Linked DNA regions of Mus musculus: region 2 is linked to region 1. Evidence: chromatin contacts called from public HiChIP or PLAC-seq data. All regions are on one chromosome and are shown on one strand. The core of a region is the stretch at or near the end of the contact, and the rest is flanking DNA. Distances in the headings are between cores, read along the strand shown.

What was found. HiChIP or PLAC-seq counts read pairs in DNA pulled down with a chosen protein or histone mark.
Region 2: a contact with region 1 is called in an HNF4G HiChIP or PLAC-seq map of pancreatic cancer cells. The contact joins two enhancer-like sites. A contact is called at or near these places in 1 of 484 Hi-C or Micro-C datasets (embryonic fibroblasts) and 2 of 115 datasets of contacts at active chromatin or transcription factors (embryonic basal ganglia and pancreatic cancer cells).

Annotation. Positions count from the first base shown.
Region 1 is chr12:108,983,375-108,986,289 of GRCm38.p6, forward strand. The region is part of intron 3 of Wdr25 (WD repeat domain 25); the gene reads left to right. Among named protein-coding and RNA genes, the nearest start is that of Gm52002, 61 kb to the right of the region's middle. Within about 2 kb of position 1,562, at least 39 of the 459 cell types and tissues checked have an H3K27ac peak or open chromatin away from gene starts, as enhancers often do. A contact at or near this core is called in pancreatic cancer cells, where this site is marked.
Region 2 is chr12:109,416,948-109,419,862 of GRCm38.p6, forward strand. No RefSeq gene overlaps it. Among named protein-coding and RNA genes, the nearest start is that of Dlk1, 35 kb to the right of the region's middle. Within about 2 kb of position 1,479, at least 98 of the 459 cell types and tissues checked have an H3K27ac peak or open chromatin away from gene starts, as enhancers often do. A contact at or near this core is called in pancreatic cancer cells, where this site is marked.

The DNA.
Region 1 (2,915 bases), core at 312-2,811:
ACAGGCTCTGGGAGGATGGAGTGCCTGCAGGATCTTGACTGACCTCTCTGATTGAGTGGCAAGCTGAAGTATGCTTCTTGAGCTGTGGACAGCTATGTTCCAGCAGGAACAGGGCTAGCCCTGACAGTTTCAGAGCTCTTGGTATAGGAAGAGTGAAAAGTGTCCATATGAAGGCCGTGGCGAAGAGGCTTGGAGGAGAGACCATTCGAGAAGGCTCTGTCAGGCTAAGCCTCTGAAGTGCCACTAGCTCCCATGGGTGCTTGAAGCAAGTGGTGTGCCGCAGCCAGGGCCTCTGTAGGTCTTCAAGCTGTGTGGCACACTTGGGTTTCCCCAGCACACTTCAGGAAGACGTTTAGTGCCCCTGAAAACCACAAAGGAAACAGTGAGCGCTGGCTGTTGCAGCCCCCAAGGGGTAGGCTTGTTCTCAGACTGGCATTTGTGTCTGTTTGCCACTGAGGGCTTCTCCAGCAGGGTTCAAATTGATGATGGTCCCTGGCTACTGTCCTTCAGGTACACCTTTGCCCACCCCCACCTTTTTTAGCCATGTCACAAGACCCTTTCTTTAACCCCCTTCTGCATGTGTCTGCCATCTGTGACCCCTTCTCCTGGAAACTAAGCATCCTTTCACTGGCTCCCATCTAGGGAGGGCTTCTTCATCTTCATAAAGCAGTTCTTATCCATAGCTAGGACACTCATGCCAGCCCTCCTTATGAAGAAGATGACACCAGGCCCTGGCACGATTTTATTGATTGAAATGGGCTTACAGTAGCCATGTTTCTCCTCTGTGTGGGCAGCAGCCATCAAGGAACAACTGGTTCTTCTTAGGTTAGGCCCCCTTTGTTGACTGGCCCCGGATCTGAACTCAGTCAGGCCATGTTTGATGTTAGTATGGTGGCTTATGTGTTTCAACAAAGCTGCTTACAGCCAAACACAGCTGGTTTGCAAGCTAACTCCCCACCTCCTAATTTTAAGAAATGCAGTTTTGTCCAGCTTGATAATTGAAAGTGGCTGGGCTTGGAAGGAAAAGAATGGCAGCTGCCAGCTCCTGCAGCCACCATCCATGTGGCCGTACTGTCTGTCAGGTCCAGGGCTTGCTTCTGCTCTTCTGTGTCTGCTCTCACACCCACCCCTGAAGGGCAGTTTTGAGCATGGCTTTGCAGTAAGGCTGTCAGGCTCTGAGCCCAGAGCGTGCCAGTGGGCATGCAGACAAGGCCTACCTGGCCCTCAGCCCGCATCCTGCCTGGCCTCTGCCCCCTTGCCCGCATGGCCCTGATCCTGCTGCACAGAGGGTGATTTGAACGTTAGCAAGCTTCTTTTCTCCTTAACTTTGAGTCAGGATGGTTACATTTACAGCTGGCTGAATACTTCCCAGAGGACGCTGTAACGATATTGATTTTAGCGAGATGAGTCATATGCCTGCTGCCTGGGAACATAGGCTCAATTACCACGGGCCAACAACACAAGCTTTTCCCTGTCAACATTTTCCCTACATGTCCCTGAGTCTGTGGCTAGGAACAAAGAGCCACGGAGGAGGAAAGGTCACGAGTCGCCGGTGGGTCTGGAGGTGGGATGCAGACAGAGGGACTCTGGGGTCAGACGAGCCAGTCAGTGTCTGTGTGGCTGGCCGTAGGGCCAGATGTCCTCTCCCTCACCAGACTCCCTTTCCTCAGCTCCGAGATGCAGATTAGTTCCTGCCCTTACCCAGGATTGCTGTGTGACAAGTGCAGGATCCAACCAGGCCTGCGGGGATAAGCTTACTGTACATGTTGGTCCCCCTTCCCACGTGTGACCTCAGAGTAGCATAGCCAAGGTGAGCTCCCTGCAGGGGGCATGGTCGTCCCTTCTCTTTCAAAGGGATCAGTACTTGGGTTTCACTTCATCTGAAGTGCCATTGATGAGTCAGGAGTGGTCTGGGAGCCAAACATGCTGAGTGAAAATGGAGGTGCATAGGCCCCGACTCAGCATTAGGCTGCCAGATGTTGTCACCCTGGCTACAGGAGGGGCTGCCCCAGGTAAGCTTGATTTCTATCCCAGCGCTCAGTGGTTGCCTGCCTGGGTCACCCAGCCCCTCAGTGGTACTGGATGGAGAAGCTATGGAAGTGGTAGTGTTTGGAGAGTGAGTACTCAGAGTTTCTGTGGAACCCTTGAACCATGGCTTTGCTTTAAAGGACGGTTTATTCTAGGGCTGTGGATTGAACTTGGAGCCTCAGACTCATAAGCAAGGACTCTGTGCTGACACCCCCCCCCCCAAGCCCAGAAACATAGTTTCTATTTGTATCATTATCGATCCAAAAGGGAAAAGAAGTAATTTTTCTTAACTCCAAGAAGATCCAAACAGTTTTTATACTGGTTGAGCTCATTATAACCAGATCAATACAGCCAAGTGCCAATGGATTACATATTTTAAAGCTCAATTTCCTATAAGCCTGCAGTGAATAAACAGAAATTCCTATAACAAGCAGACAAGCAAGATAGTCCCAAGGTGAAAGGTCTGTTACAGCTAGCCCAAGAAGAAGCCCCGCCCAGGGGGAGAACTGATAGACAGGCGACCGTTTGGGGGAGGTGAGAGAGTGCCACGGATTCCAGGAGAAAGACCTTCACCTCAGAGCGGCCAGTGCTCTTGGTCAAGCTTCTCCTTGCTGACTTATCTCCCGCCTTTCCTTTCTGCAAGGCTCCTCAGCAAAGGTGCAAGGCAGCCCAGGCCTGCTGTGTTCTCCAGGCCTCCCGGGAAAGCCCAGCAGTCATTAGTCTCTTAAGGTTCCCATGGTTAAAACCCAGCATCCCTTGGCTTTAGCTTTTAATTTAACCACAGATGAATTCAATAAGTTAGGGTTTAATTTTTCAAACAATAATGGCCCTCTTTGGTTGCTTCCTCCAGAGTGTTTTGCATAGCACTTAACGTTGAGTCCTCCTAC
Region 2 (2,915 bases), core at 229-2,728, 430 kb after region 1:
ACAGTGAGGAGGGTAAGGGACAGGTAGAGAATCCTGGAATCTGTCAACTGCAGACAAGTCTAAGCTCCTTGTCAGCTAGAAGGAATGAAGAGCTGACTCTCCCTCTTGTCCTTCTCCCCACCCTGGGGACAGGCTCCAGACAGGTGAAGACATTTTCCACTGGCCCTCCTGTGACCTTACAGCAGCTTTCCTGAATACCCCCCAGCCCTCCCCAGAAACCCCATCCTGGCTCCACATGCAGCCTTGGGGACATCTGGAGAGACGGGGTTGACCTCCCCCTCTGGTTCATACATTATTGCCTTTGTCCTCTGTCTCATCCCTGCTAAGGCCATGTCCTCTGTCTCACAGGCCCCTCTCGCTCTGGTCCCCATGCCACAGTGACAATGAGCCAGGAATGCCACTTCCTCGGGATCCAACCCTGGGCTTCAAGCTGAGGCTTCTCCTCCCTACAGTTCTGCCTGCACGCCCCTCCACGGCCAGGCGGCCTCACCTTACTAGGCCCACGTGGCCTGTTTTCCCTGGGTGTCCCTCATGTGGGAGCTGTCTCTCTCCACAAGACCCCACGGCCAGTCTAGGTCTAGGCAGGGCTCCACTGGGAGCCCCAGGGAGGGGGGCGATCAGCAAAGGGCTGTGAGCACATGAAGGAATGAGAGCACGTGAATCCAGGAAGGAGGGGACTATGGCGCCTCAAAGGGTGTGGGCTGCTCTCCCCTCTCCTCTTGGAGACAACACTGCTCTGTGTGCAATCTGCTTTCCAGGCCCCTCTCCCCCTTCAGAGCAGAAGGCCAATGGGGCCTCCCTCCCCAACGTGCACCAAGGCCAAAGCTCTGGGCGTCTACCTTGCCTGCTGTCAGCGTGGGCATGACTTATGTGGCTGCTTGGCCCCTGCTCCTCCGGTATGGGGGGATTAATCACCCTGTCTCTGGAGGGGGGGCGGTGATGTTGGGCCAGAGAAACAAGGAAGGGGCTGCCTGTGTGCGTGGTGAGGCACTGAGCAAACCTTGAAACGGATGGAATGGCTGCAGGCAGGGGCCCTGGGCCCCCAGGAGGCCCCTCCGCCCCCTTGGCAGAGCAGACTGCATCAATATTCCACAGGCAGGGCTGGTGAGGCCCTGACTGACTCACACTGGCTGACTAATCTGAAAGTAAGCTGTTTCTACTGCAAGTGGGAAGCTCAGGGAATCTTAAAAACCAAGGGATGGAGCCCTGACTCGCGTTCTAGAATTTTCCTCTTGCTAGGGAGCTGCTCAGCCCCTGCTTGTGTCACATCTTTGGATTGTCCCTCTGTCATGTATCCCTGGGGAAACCGTGGCCAAACTTGGACTGGGGGGGGGGGGCTGCTGGACCCTATTAAATCAAATTCATAGAGCAATGGGGACAACAAGACAAGCAAGACAGTCCCCAAAGGATGTTCCCACAAGCGACACTCAGTGGCACATGACACAGGCCTGGGAGACAGGTCTGTGAGCCAGGATAGGCATGAAGTCTTCTCTAAGTGTGGTAAGCTGCAGGCATTGTTCCTTCTAGGCCCAGGACTCACTGTGTAAAGGGCAGGGCTAGCTCTCAAGCTACAGAGGGGGTGATCCAGAGGCACAGAGAGTGGAGGTAATGCACACAAGGCCACACAGCTGCTAAGGGTAGGTAGAATGGAGACTGGAATTCAGGGTGTTTGCTGCCACCACCATCAGCTTTCCCAGTCTAGCTCACCACACCCCACATTAAAGAGAGGTGTGGAACAAGGTCTTTCAGGCTTGAGCCGGTAATGCTGTGTGCACGCGTGCCCATGAATGTTCACGTGTGTTTGAGTGCCTGGGTGTGCGTCTTATGTGAAGGTCGGAGGTGGAGCTCAGTGACATTTCTCACTGTCTGTGTAAATACCGTCTCAGTGTCTGTGAGGTGCTGCCTGTCCACTTTGAGGTGTAAGATAGGGATCTCTTACTCAGCCTGAAGATGTCTCATTAAGACTAAGCTATGTGGCTGCTGAGCATCATCTCCTGGGCCCCGGAATGACAAGCATGCACTGATGGCTTTTAAATAAAGATTTATTCATTTTCATGGCGTCTTGGGTAGCTCACTCAAGTGAAAGGTGCCTCCAGGCCCTAAGGTGACAGTTTCCCTCTACTCTTGGCCACAGAATGAGAAGGTGGGGTAGGGAAGCTGAGACTCTTCAGACGTAAGTTCATAGGCTATGGAGGCCAGTGTCTTTCACCCACTGCAAATCGTTGGCAAACCAAGGTGACTGTGCCTCAGTTTACCCCAGAACGTGGGAATCCTAATAACAGCAGCTACTGTTTTGTTTATTTTTATTGCTTTTTTTTTTTTTCTGCACATGTTTACGAGGGTGCCTGCATGTGTGGAACCCAGAGGTTGGCGCCGCTGGGTATCTTCCTCGATCGCTGTCTTTACTCAAAATAAGACACGGCTTCACACAGAATCCGGAGCTCATGGATTCCACCAGGCTGGCTGGCCACTACCTCAGAAGATGTCTCAGTCTCCACCACTCCAGTGCTGGGGTGACATTCATGCGTCACAATGTCTGAGTTTTACATGGGTGTTGGGAATCTGAATTCAGGTCCTTATGATAGCATGGGAGACAGTTCACCCAGTGAGCTCTCCTTGCTAATAGTGTGTCCCTAAATGGGTCTCTGTACACATTATCATCACCATCCTCTCTCTGTCTCTCTGTCTCTCTGTCTCTCTGCCTATCTCTCTCTCTCTCTCTTTCTCTCTCTCTCTCTCTCTCTCTTTCTCTCTGAGACACAGTTGCCATGTAGCTCAGGCTGGCCTCCATATTGCTACCTAGCCAAGAGCAATACTGACCTTGTGATCCTTCTGCCTCAGCTTTTGGGTGCTGAGGCTACAGACCTGCACAGTTTGTGCAGAGCTGGGTACTGAACCCAGACTTTAAGCACCTA